Linked DNA regions of Gossypium hirsutum: region 2 is linked to region 1. Evidence: chromatin contacts called from public Hi-C data. All regions are on one chromosome and are shown on one strand. Each heading gives the region's core, a stretch centred on a gene start, on an enhancer-like site or on the middle of the called end of the contact. The rest is flanking DNA. Distances are from core to core; before and after follow the strand shown.

The links. A called contact is a pair of places that touch in the nucleus more often than the background predicts.
Region 2: a contact with region 1 is called in a Hi-C map of leaf, with 2.2 times the contacts expected there. The contact joins the promoter of LOC107922897 here to the enhancer-like site in region 1. A contact is called at or near these places in 2 of 34 Hi-C or Micro-C datasets (hypocotyl and leaf).

What each region holds. Positions count from the first base shown.
Region 1 is chrA11:9,896,010-9,902,776 of Gossypium_hirsutum_v2.1, forward strand. No RefSeq gene overlaps it. Among protein-coding and RNA genes, the nearest start is that of LOC121210414, 8.7 kb to the left of the region's middle. Within about 2 kb of position 3,097, at least 9 of the 9 cell types and tissues checked have an H3K27ac peak or open chromatin away from gene starts, as enhancers often do. A contact at or near this core is called in hypocotyl and leaf, where this site is marked.
Region 2 is chrA11:10,061,490-10,068,614 of Gossypium_hirsutum_v2.1, forward strand. It overlaps LOC107922897 (ras-related protein RABA3), which reads left to right and starts at 4,196. Exons shown (of 2, transcript XM_016853103.2): 1 at 4,196-4,717; 2 at 5,604-6,342. The coding sequence starts at 4,464. The coding sequence ends at 6,060. It also overlaps the pseudogene LOC107924796.

The DNA of each region.
Region 1 (6,767 bases), core at 1,847-4,346:
TTCCGTTCTTCTTTCATCTCTAGGTAACCCTCCTTTTTTTTCAAACCCATATATAATTTCATTGAAATTTCCACATACAAACCAAGTGATATATTCATCATGATAAAGATTTTTCAAAACAGCCCATGAGTCTTCTCTATCTTGAGCATACGGGGTTTCATAGAAACCTATAAATCGCCACTTTCACTATCATGTCAATACGTTTTCTAGAAAAGTTCTGAAGTGTGATATAAGTGTCATTACGCCATGCCAAACATAATCCTCCTTTAGTTCCTTCTGAGCCAACATCGATACCATTTGCAAAGCCACAACTTCGTGGAACTCTTTCCATCTGTATTCTACAAAGCTTAGTCTCCATAAAGAAGACTAATTGGGGATTATAGACCTTAAGTGAATGCCGAAGTTTTCAAATTGTCCGTGAGCTCCCCAAACCACGGACATTCCAGCTTAGGATTTTCATTGCGTGCCCAATCTGCTTGCCTCTTGGCAGCCGCCGATGATAAATGATTTAGTTCTACCATTCTCCTATTTATTGACAATACCTTATTAATTTCATCTTTTTTTGGTAAGTCATCAATTTCACCTCTAGATCTCTTCTTCCCATCTTCTCTTATTAGTGCTGCATCATCCAGATCATAGTCCATCGTGGTATGGGCCTGATCTACCAATGTACTCACCATCCGTTGGCCAACAAAAGATGATCCCCCTTCCAAATTAAAACCAAGAACTGGATCCACAATTTTTTCGAATCGCTTTTTATTTTTTGCCTTCCACTGACTATTCTCTAAACTTCTATTATTTTGATATATTCCTCCCGCATTCCCCTCCCTTTCCTCATGTAGCCATATACTATTCATAGCCAAAACTCTTCGAGATTGAGCTCACAAAGATAAATCCCAGCCCATTTCAGCAACTTCCATCCCGAGTGTCATCTTTGTTTCACAAAAAGAGTCACTATGGCCCAATGTTCCACAATTGAAATAGAATAATGATAATCTCTCCTATTTAAAACTGACATATGAATGCCTTACACGGTACCAAATCTGTTTTCTTCTTTTCAAAGGATGCCTTACATAAATTTGAATTCTTATTCTCATGAAATTTTTATTCTCTTTTCCCATATTTGATCCATCATATTCTAGAAAATCTCCTAAAAAATCACCTAGTTGCATCGCCAAATTTTCAGAAAATAGACCAATACGAACATCGTGGATCTGTACCCAGAAAGGTGTGAAGACTAAAGGCACTTGTAATGGATCCTCCCCCCATTGTAGTTTGTAAAAAACCAGCAGATGATTATTAAAGGTCTAAGGAAATCCCTTAATAAGCCTTTCCAAGTCCGTAATTTGAACAAATTGAAACAAATACCTTTTCTCCCCCAGATATAGGATTTGAATTCCTCTAATAAGATGCCATAGATTCGCCAAAGTACTCTTCATTGCTAGAAAGTGGATAATTCTGGCTGTCAATAAACAACCCACAAGTTGAAAAATCTCCCCCACTCTTTACCTTTTCAGATCTATTTGTATTTGAATAATTTCATTTTTTTCTTCATTAATCAACAGTTGAGCTAATTCGTTTTCCATCGATGCAGGTGCAGATCTCGATCTTGGCTATCCTTCTTCATATTGTAGGAGACCAATATGCAAGGTGTGCCGATTTCAAACAACAGAAACCTAATAAAAAAACCTAAAACTCTTGCCAGAGACGACAGACAATAATAATATTTTTTTTTCTTTAATACGCCTATATCAAGAACTTCATCAACAGCTAATTGCAATCTTAAGTCGTAAAACATGTACTTTTAAAATAATAAAATCTTAAGTTGAACCAAATTAAAAGATAACAAAATATTACAAGTATTGTTTAAAATCTCTAAAAATTTAGATTAAAAATAATATTAAAATAGAAAACTAAAAGGTTCCGATGAAAGAACCCACGGAGTGCGAAGGAAGTGGTGAAGGTAAACCAGTGATTACAGCAACAAAGAAGGTCCGACTGTGTGATTGTGAGGAGAATCGAGATGTCGATATAAAAACAACAAAAGAAACAAGGAAGCCCCTCTATTAGAAAGATCGTCTGATGGGCTCAGGACTTTACCAGAATAAGAAACCAATTAATGGGGCAAAAGTAGAAGAAAATGAAGACTTTGAGTTCTTGACAGATGATGTGGAACGCTCAATAATCAATGGCATCCCATCGATCAATTTCTCGGATCGAATTACCCAAATCCTCATCAAGCACAAGCAACTCACAGTAGTCATTAAACTGCTGGGGAGAAATATAGGTTATAATGGATTACAAAACAAGATAACTGCGCTCTGGAAACCCTTTCAGCCCTTCAATCTAATGGATGTGGAGAACGGGTACTTTTTGGCGAAACTCAAGAATCTAGAAGATTATGAGAGAGTTTTCTGTCAAAGGCCGTGGGTAGTCTTTGGGTAGTACTTAACCGTTCAGCCATGGTTTGTCGACTTTAACCAATTTAGCTATATCCTAGTACAGTTATGGCATGGATCTGACTCCCTGGTCTTCCTGGGCACATGTATAAAAGGCAAGTTGTACGGAAAATTGGGGCCACTATAGGAAAAGTCACAAAATTATATTTTAACACTGACAATGGTGTAAGAGGGAGGTTCGCAAGAATGGCTGTGTTCGTTGACCTGGATAAGCCCTTGATTTCACAGGTCCTTGTTAATAGAGTATCTTAAAGAATTGAGTATAAGCACCTTCCAACGGCCTACTTCCAGTGCGGGCATTATGGGCACATAAAGGAAATTTTCCCTAAAAATGAGATCGGGGTGGAAGGAGTTGGCGAAGGGAACTTACCTGATAGAATAAGCTAGGGACCTGACAAGGGGGATAACAAAAGAGGAAACACTGTCCAAGGGACGTATGGACCCTAGATGCTTGTTGAAAAGAAGTCAAGAAGGACCGAAAGAATATGACGAAAATGAGTCGAAGACGACGCAGCTGGCAGAGCAAGGACATCAAGATTTCAGGTCTTGGAAAACCTAGAAAACGATGGGCCCCCTAGTGCCCATGAAGAGGGAAGTGCAATGTTTGTTGAACGAGCCCGTCCAGGCTCGCTCCATCTGAGACCAGGGAGAGAGGATGGGCCTACGAATACAGACCAAAATGCACAGCATATTGATGGGCTGAAGTTAGGGAAATCAATTGGTGATTCTTCTTGGGCCAACACTACGTTGGGTGAAAAGATCAACAAATCTAACCCACAACAACAAATTTTGACTATTAGAAATAAAAAATCCATAAACAAAGCTCCACAAAGTCTAGGCTATCAACAATTTTTTGAAGTAAGAGTATGACTAGTCGGGATAACACAAAATGGAGCCAGTAATACAAATGCTCCAATTTTACCTCATCCAAAAACGGATGCAGGGCTTTATGAACCTCAAGCTAGCAACACTGAACCAAGTCCACCGAAAGGGACAGTTAGGGTACCAAACAAAGGAACTTTCGAAGAACACCCTGCCCCACCAAACCTTCAAATGGCGCAAGAAATTATGAAAGCCTCAACAGAAGGTATTCTCGATGCCTCGAAGCATTTTGTCGTTCTCTTTGAAGAAGACAATCAATCTATAAATAAGGGCCTTTCTTAGAAGAAAAGAGGAAAATTAGGAACCCACCAAGTCGTACTACCAGCAGCACGAGGTATTACGAAAATAGAAAACACTCGGAAAGGGAAAAACCTCAAAGTCAACAAAGAGAAAGGTAACCCTTTTAAGGTTTCTCCTTCAAAAAATCTATTATCCGAATCAATCAGTAGTATGGTTGAATTATTACAAACCCAAGTCCAGCAATGTCTGGTAAATGAAGTCTCTGCAGGGACAGGAAGAAAAACAAGAGATAACATAGAGATGAAACAGTAATTTAATAACCTCGATTCAACACTCATTTATCTCTATTTATATTAATGAGTTCTAGAATCTCAATTTTCTCGTGGAATTGCCAAGGTTGTGCAAATGAAAAATCTCCTCGTACTTTTAGAGAATATAACATGGAACATAAGCCGGATATTGTGAGCTTACTAGAACCACGAGTTAGTGGCTGCAAAGCTGATAAAGTAATTGCAAAAATAAGATTTCAGTATTTACATCGTGTTGAAGCTAGAGCATTCTCAAGGGAATATAGCTCGACTGGAATTCCTTTGTTAACCTTGAAATTCTCTGAAATCATCATTAATTCATTTTCACACGTGTTTCTTATGGAGTTCCCACCCAAGCAATTCTTGTAGTTTTCGTATACGAAAGCCCAAATAAAACGAAGATGACGCTTTTGTGGGAAGTTTTAGAATAGACTATCCCTTCAACCAACATCCCCTAGTTGGCAGTCGGTGATTTTAACTCTATCTTGTCCAAATATGAGAAGAAAGGAGGGCTATCTGATAGGAAACATTGCCCTCTTTTCAGAAGCTTCGTGGACAATAATGATTTACACGATCTAAGCTTCCAAGGACCTACCTTTACATGGCAAATAGGAGGGGTATTTGAAAGACTAGATCATGCAATTGGTAACATATCCTGGATCTGTTCCTTCCCAAAGTGCCTAGTCATACACCTAATGAGGATTAAATCTAACAATCGACCTCTCCTAGTAGATTTATGCCCTGACCTCGAAGTAGCTAAAGGAAGACCCTTTCACTTCATAGCTGGATGGGTTCACCATCAAAATTTTTCCAACGCTATTTTTAATCTATGGAAATATAATGGGGACATGGCATCAACTCTAAAACAACTCACCTCAGGGCTAAAAGAGTGGAATACAAAATTTTTTGGGCACATTGGAACTCAGAAACGAGACATAACAAAAAACCTAAGCAAGATACAACATATACTTGAGAGGACAAATTCAACATTTCTAATACAAAAAGAAATGGATTTAAGAAAAGAGATGGAAGACATTTTTAATCAAGAAGAGTTACTATAGAAGCAAAAATCAAGATGTGACTGGCTCAAAATGGGAGACAAAAACACAAAATTCTTTCACAGTCGAACGCTTTACAGACGAAAGACTAATCGCATCGATGCCTTACGCAACGCAAATGGAGAATGGCTTTTTGAACTCAATGAAGTCCAAGCAGAAACAATACAATTCTTTCAAAAGCTCTATGGAGAAGAACCTGATAAAAGAAGCATCTTGTCGCCAAGTCACTTTCCCCACTTGGATCAAGTCGACGTTCATTTTCTCGAAAAAGATGTATCAAATGAAGAAATCAAAATAGCAATTTTTGATATGGCCCCCATAAAAGCACCAGGAAGTGATGGATACCACGCCTATTTTTTCCAGTCTTAGTGGGACAATATTGGCATCGCAGACTGTGAATGGGTTAAGGGTATATTTAGAGGATGACCCACAAAGCCTAAATTAAATAACACACTTATAGTGCTTATCCCAAAAATTGTCCAACATGAGGAGATCTTCCAGTTGAGACCCATCAGTCTTTGCTCAGTCCTTTATAAGCTAGTCATGAAAGTCATTGCTAATAGGTTTAAGATAGTTTTCCCAAAAATTATCTCACAAGAACATGCGGGATTCATTGCAGGAAGAAAAATCTTTGACAATGTCATCATCGCTCAGGAAGTGATACATTCTATGCGAGGAAAAAGTAAGAAATGGATAACAGTCAAAATTGATCTGGAAAAAGCTTATGATAGAGTTTGATGGGACTTTATTGACAAGTCTATTCAGGCGGCATGAATCCCAGACTTTTTACGGAACGTTATTATGTTAACTATTTCGACATCTACTATGCAGATCCTATGGAATGGGGTACCCACAGAAAAATTTTGACCAACAAGAGGAATTAGGCAATGATGCCCTTTACCACATTATCTTTTTGTGCTCTATATGGAATGGCTAGGTGTAAAGCCCAATTTTTTCTCGTGCCCACTAAAACCCAAACCAAATGAAACCGAAATTACAATTAATACCCAACTACCCCAAAACCCAAACAAACCTAATTACAAAACCCAACAAAGCAAGGCCCAAATAATAAAAACTCTAGCCCAATACAGCCTAAACCTATTTTCAGAAAAAGACAAAACCCTAGCCACCTAGTACCGCCCTTAGCCTCTACCGATGTTAGCACCGTCTCTGCCACCACCCCTGTCACGTCGGTCACCGCCCTTCATTTGCACCGCCAACTGCAGCAGAAGTGACAATAAACATAAAATATTTTGAGTTAAAACTTTGTAAAAGGCTATAAAAGCCATCAAAACACAAAAATGGAGGGGTCTTTTTTTTTTGAGAATCAATACAAAAAACAATAGATTTTCAAATACAACACAAAGAGTGAATATAAAAAAAAGAGAGGAAGAAAATCAAAAATAAAAATCCAGTCAGTAACTCAAGAGATGATTTCATTTTTTTATTTTATTTTATTTCTCATTCTTCAAAATCTTTTTTTCTTTTATATAAATATAATATAAAAAAGGAGGGAAAAGAGGCTTACCTTTAAAATCACCGAAAAACGCTGACTTTTTGAGTTTTGGTCGCCGTGTACGGCTTCACTGACGACAACAGACGACGGTGGAGGTGTCGGAGACTTGGCCGGACTTGGAGAAAGGGAGGAGAGAGTTAGGGGTGTGCAAAATTCGGGTAAAAACAAAAAAATTCGGTTAACCGATCAAATTTAGTTAATCGGTCGGTTAACCGAATTAATTCGGTCGGGAGTCGGTTAATAATTTTTTGAGTTTTCGGTTAACGGTTAATTCGGTTCGAAACTGGTCGGTTAATCGAATTTT
Region 2 (7,125 bases), core at 2,946-5,445, 170 kb after region 1:
AGTTTTACTGGTAAAGAATTCATGGCTCTTTCCCCTTCCCAGCAAATCGAAACTTTGTCAAAGCCAGGGGGGAAGGTATTCTCTCGTGCTGAGCCTAGGCATAAGCAAGAAATTGTTAGGATGCTAAAAGAGATGGGGGAAATCGTCGCAATGACTGGAGATGGTGTGAATGATGCACCTGCTCTCAAACTGGCTGACATTGGAATTGCAATGGGCATAACTGGAACGGAGGTTAATATATTACCTTGTTTCTTATGCTTGGAATTGGAATCTTGATTCTTGTAGACTTTTAGAGGGAAGAGTTTTACTGGTAAAGAATTCATGGCTCTTTCCCCTTCCCAGCAAATCGAAACTTTGTCAAAGCCAGGGGGGAAGGTATTCTCTTGTGCTGAGCCTAGGCATAAGCAAGAAATTGTTAGGATGCTAAAAGAGATGGGGGAAATCGTCGCAATGACTGGAGATGGTGTGAATGATGCACCTGCTCTCAAACTGGCTGACATTGGAATTGCAATGGGCATAACTGGAACGGAGGTTAATATATTACCTTGTTTCTTATGCTTGGAATTGGAATCTTGATTCTTGTAGACTTTTAGATTAAACATGCTCATTGTTCAATGCTCCAGGTCGCCAAAGAAGCTTCTGATATGGTTTTGGCAGATGACAACTTTAGCACCATTGTTTCAGCTGTTGCTGAGGGTCGCTCAATTTATAATAATATGAAAGCTTTCATAAGGCATGTTGATTAGCTCTACTGATTTCCCTTGAACAATTAAGAAATGCCTTATTTATTCATTTAAAATTTCACAGGTACATGATATCATCCAATGTTGGAGAAGTAATATCCATATTCTTGACTGCTGCTTTGGGGTTACCAGAATGTATGATACCTGTGCAACTTTTATGGGTGAATTTGGTTACTGATGGTCCTCCTGCAACAGCTCTTGGGTTTAATCCTCCAGATATTGGCATAATGCGCAAGCCACCACGCAGAAGTGATGATGCTCTCATTAACTCTTGGGTCCTCTTCCGTTACTTGGTTAGTATTGATCCTTCCTCTTGGACTTCTCTGGGTAATATTGTGATATCTTTAAGCCTACTAAAAGGTAGGCAAGAAAAGTTAAGAAATCTTAAATGGTTAAGGAGAACCATCCTTCTTGACATAATATTATCTTTTATCTTGTATATTGAATATTGTTTTTCAATAATCTCTCTCTCTTTGATGGCATCACAATAGTTTTAATGCGTCCCAATTTCTTTTCCTTCTTGGAACAGTGTTCTCATGTCATTTACCAGTCAGCAAGCATCCATTGCAGTAGCGCTGATAGTCTTAGTGTTTTTTTTTTTTGACATTGTCAAGAGTTATAGAGGCTATTAACTACTTGTGCTATCTCAATGCAAAGATGCATGCATTTATCCATGAACCTATGTTTTTTAAATTAGGAAACCAGTAACCCTGAAATTGACTAATGTTTTGCATCTTGTTCAATTGCAGATAATAGGTTCATATGTGGGCATAGCAACTGTTGGCATCTTCATCTTGTGGTACACTCGGGCTTCTTTTATGGGTATCAACCTTGTGAGTGATGGGCACACACTAGTTGAACTGTCTCAGCTTCGTAACTAGGGAGAGTGCTCCACATGGTCAAATTTCACCGTGGCTCCATATATGGTTGGTGGAGGCCAACTGATCAGTTTCTCAAACCCATGCGACTACTTCACTGCTGGTAAAGTGAAGGCAATGACTCTGTCATTGTCGGTGTTAGTAGCTATTGAAATGTTCAATTCCCTGAACGCGCTTTCTGAAGACAGCAGCCTGCTTACGTTGCCACCTTGGAGGAACCCTTGGCTTTTGGCGGCCATGTCAGTCTCATTCGGACTTCATTGCCTTATACTCTACGTTCCATTCTTGGCAGATATATTCGCTGTTGCTCCATTGAGTTTGAATGAATGGTTCTTGGTGATTCTGGTCTCAGTACCCGTAATACTTATCGATGAGATTCTTAAATTTGTTGGAAGGGGTCAAAGATACAGAGTAAAGGAGAAAACAGCATAAAGCAGCATCAGGTTACAATTTGGTGAAGAGATTTACCAAAGGCTATACTGAAAGATGCAAGGGAAATACTGGTGCCATGTTAAATTGTATTCTTAGCTCATTTCTTTTTGGCCCATGTTTTGGCATCTAAAAGAAACGCAGTAGTAAAGTTTATTCGTTAACATTAACAAAATGATGCAGTTTAACTCCCCTAACTAGTCTTCCTTTCAAGTTGTATTTTTGGACAACCTGGAGAACATTGGGCTCCTACTGTTGAATATGTTAGTTCCATATGTTATTACACTGGATTCCATGAATGACTAATGCTTATTTTAATTTTTTGTCTAGTTTAATACATACTTTGGTGCTAGATAGCTGGTACCATCAAAAGTTTCAACCTTGAATAACCATGAAATAACTTGAATACGAGGTAAGAACTGAATCAAACAACCCACTGTTGCGAGTTTGGTTTCATGTCTTCATAATTCAGAGTTTGGGTTGAAGCTAAAAAGCTTAAATCATATTTTGTCTTTGAATTTTTTATATTTAAATTAACATTTTTGTCTCATTTCACTTCAAAAATTTCCCATGTTATCAAGAATGTGCCATGTTCTTATTAGAACTTTTATTAGAGTAAACCAGGATGAAAATAATATTTCAAATACTATAGTTGGGCCAAAAAAAAAAACAGATACTATAAGAGAAAAAGATAGATATAGTTCAGATACTTAAATTCTGCTGAAGGCAAACACATCTCTTGGTTACCAAAGCTCGTGAATCTGGTCCGTTTCGGCACACCTCTTTCTTCTCATTTAGGCCTATAAAACCCCTAAAAGGTATATGGGTAGCCCAAAACGATGAGATCAAAATCAAGAGCATACATTTTTACAAAAGTAACCAATTGTAGTCTGCCGTTTGTCCATTGTTTGAGGTATCTCCTAACCGGACCCAGCTCCAAAAGCGTCAAATCTTCACCCAGATTAGTGGCTTTGGAATCCTAAAGAAGCAACATTATTTGGACTACATATAACTGGTGGCCCCTCGTTCATTGTTTCAGGAGGATCTAGATCTCTTCATTTTCCTGTACCTTCATTTCTTACAATGCGACCATAACAATGTCGTTTGAATAGTACTAACAAATGCAATTATAGCTGATAAGCTTTGCACAAATAATAATAATGTAATAAACTGTTTTGGGTCGGAATTTTTTAGATGATAAATGCACATCCATTTAATTTTAGTAATTGATGCAAGAGAATTTCTGTCAGTGGGCAACAGGAAGAGAGGGGTCTTTTCTTTCATCATTTGTTCTTGGGAATCTACTGTGCTGAAGCTTTGTCGGTGCAAAACATTGGAAGGTCCACAAAGCCCAAAGTTTTTAGAACCTTCACTTCCTTTACGTTGCTTATTGCCATGCTTTAACTATGTACACATGGAATAATAATTTAGCACCCAAATTTAGTTGTATAAAATCGCAATGCTATCAGATGGACCATGACAGGATCTCAGCAAAATAATTCAAGACTAGAAGATCTGAAGCCTATTAAATTATTAAGCAGAGAAAAGGAACAAAAACCCCTCCCATATATTTTTTTTGGTACCTCGAATGTATTAAATTGGGATCAAGAAAATGGTTGGTTGATCTGCTACTGGCCCTACCCTCTCCTTCAATGCTAACTTGCTTACATGGCCTGGTTTTTTTCAGCTTGACCCCCATATTTGCTTTGATCATCTCAAGCACTCTTAATCATCTACACAACATGAGATGAGCCGTAGTTATGAAATGACAAGGATGCTTGGGAATTAAGCTACTAGTTACCCTAAACCAAGCTTTAAAAAATTTTCATTGATTAGGTTTTCAAGGAACAAGGCAAACACCTTTTGCATCAATTAACTTTTGCCAAAGCACTTTAACTAAGTGAGAACAGTTAGCTTTCATCCGGAGATGATGCCGGGAATTATGAGATCATTGTTAAGTGTGTCCAGTTTAAAAGATCCCAATACCCCATTAAGCAAAAATAAAGATTAATATAAATATGGCTTTTCTGCCGAGTGGTTAGCTTATGCTCCCTCCATCATTCTCTTTAAGTAAATTAATAATAAAAACAACGATCGTACACTCACTATAAGCCATTAATAGAGAGATAAGGACAGGACCGTATTGCCATAACTTTCTTTCTTATCAGTGAGTGGTGTGACTACAACCCTTGCATACCAGTCTTGTTTGATACATCTTTTTTATTTTCTTTTGCCCTTCCTCTGTCTCTTTACTTACTCCCACTGACCCTCCATCACTAGAGGCCAAGAACAATTCCAAATTGAAGCTTCCTATTTAATTATAAACACTAGCATCACTAGCAAGAGAAGGGGTCTGTGTCAGTTTTTTTGTTGGCTGTAGTGGTTGATAGGTAGTAAGAAGTGAGGAGTGAAAATGAATGAAGAGATGAATGGTGTTGAGGTCGAGAATCATCAAGAACATGCGCCTGAGAAAATAGATTACGTGTTCAAAGTGGTGGTGATCGGTGACTCGGCTGTTGGCAAGACTCAGATTCTGTCCAGGTTTACCAAGAACGAGTTTTGCTTTGATTCCAAGTCCACCATTGGGGTTGAGTTCCAGACCAGGACGGTTACCATTAAGAACAAAGTCATCAAAGCACAGATCTGGGATACGGCTGGCCAAGAAAGGTTAGCTTCTTTCCTCCTTTTTCCCTGTACCTGTAGTGTAGGATCTCTGACTTTGAGATTCTGTAACACAGATTTCTTTAAGTTAATACATATAATAATCAATCTGGTGAGTTGAGAGATGGCATTTTCAAATGCTCAAGAAAACATAATTTATCTTGGGATGAAATTTTACATTTGGGTCCGCACTTGTCCCGAATTTTAGATTGCTGTAATCTCATATAGTTGAATCTTTTAACGGGAATGGTGTGATTCACTAATTTTGTCTCTTGTTCAAGTAAACAAACAAAGGGCAAAAAGATATGTGGTTGCATCATGGTGAAAAATACGAAGGCTAATCGGATCACTTTTAGCAGGATTATAAATGAGAATGTGGATGGGATATTTAATTCAAGGGAAATTGATCGCCAAGTGAGGTCATCAGATTACCTACTCTACACTACTTAATAATTCAATTCATAATCTATTTGTTTCGGTGGTTTGGCCCGCCACTGGCCACACCACTAGGAATCTTGGGCTGCTTTTGACCAGTGAAAAACAAAGCTTAATTTCAGTCCAAAACTAGCTGGATTCCTTTGAATATAGCATCTTATCAAAATTAAAATGTGTGTTCACTACATTACATGCAAAGGAGCAGAAGAAGTTATTGCGGTCGGTGGATTAGCCATCTAATCATTAAACTAACTATTCTAATTCTTACCACACTTGTAGTTATAAAATAAAATAGTTAAAATTAATAATAAAATATCAGCTAAGCCAACAACTTATCCACTGCTACAAATCACATAATTTACGAATGATGGTTAAAATCTAAAATCCATAATGGAAAAAGTGTGAAACTATTCAGTTATTTTTGAAGCTAACGTTTTTACATTTCGCAATTGGGCAGGTACCGAGCTGTTACAAGTGCGTATTATAGAGGTGCCTTGGGGGCAATGCTAGTGTACGACATCACCAAGCGGCAGAGCTTCGATCACGTGGCCAGATGGGTGGAAGAACTACGTGCCCACGCCGACAATTCCATCGTCATCATGCTCATTGGGAACAAAGCTGATCTAGTGGACCTCAGAGCCGTTCCAACTGAAGACGCTGTTGAGTTCGCAGAGGATCAGGGCCTATTCTTCGCCGAGACGTCCGCTCTTAGCGGTGACAATGTGGATAAAGCTTTTTTCAAGCTGCTGGATGAGATTTACGGTCTGCTTTGTAAAAAATCCTTGGAATGTGGAAACGGAAAACTCAACGGTGCTGATCACGCCACCGCGTTGAAAGGATCTAAGATTGAGGTCATCGCTGGTCCTGATTTAGAAATAAGTGAGATGAAAAAATTATCTACCTGCTCTTGCTAATCTTCTTTTCATTTAAGGTAATGTTTGCTTTATTAACCTTATTTTATTTTATATTTTCTTTTGTGCTCTTGGGTTGTTTTTACATTTAAATCATATGGCATATTATATTTATGAATATAAATATAGGGAAATAGTTATGGTTTAGGGATACCGTCTTTGAGTCCTCTTTTTTTGGTTTGATATGGCCAGTTCTAGTTGCTGGGGTGCAGACCTGCGCCAGGCTCCATGCCTGATTGTTCTTGCTTATTCTTCATTGTAATGAAATTATAACTAAAACTTTAATTGAGGTGCAAAGCTATTGGACTAGTTCAGATAAGTTTTTAATATTTTTGTTTTTCATGTTTGGTAGAAATATGAGTGGTCAAAAATTGGTCCAAACTTGAATGTGTATTTGGATCCAAATATTTTTTCCACTTAAAATATTGAATAAATAAGTTAAATTTTCATTTTTTATTTGAATATGTGTTTTTTTTTTATCATTATAGCCTTAAAGTTGTATATCAACTCAAGAAAATAAATTTAAGGTTCAAGAGGATAAGCATCAAACCAATATATATCTATATACTCAAGAAGATCAAGCCTCCCACGATATGTCAGACTATAAACAACCATTATCTTAGATCCAGGAGTAGGATCAACAAATGAAGTGGAGGACTGTCAAGAGATACAAATAACTAGGTATATACCACTTGAAGGACATCCTTGCTTAACTCTAGCTACTATTACTCTGCTTAAAGTCTTTTCTGAAAAGGTCTTTCACCTTCATTAACTTAAACATCGGTTCCGGCACTCTCATAGTATGTTTATCGTCTTACATACCCATCGGCTTCTCTAGCTAAAAATAACAGCCCGTTCATACTCCTCTAAAGCAGGCGTTAAGAAATTTAATTTTAAAAGAATTCAGTCTACCATCCTGTGAATCATTAGATGCTGATGTTTGAGAAGTCTTATTGGAATCTTGAGATTGAGTTCTTGTGATGTCGTAGTTGATGCACGGCTTCCTCACTCTGGACAAATGCTTTATTTTAAAATAAATATCTATTTGATTTCTATTTGACTTGGATT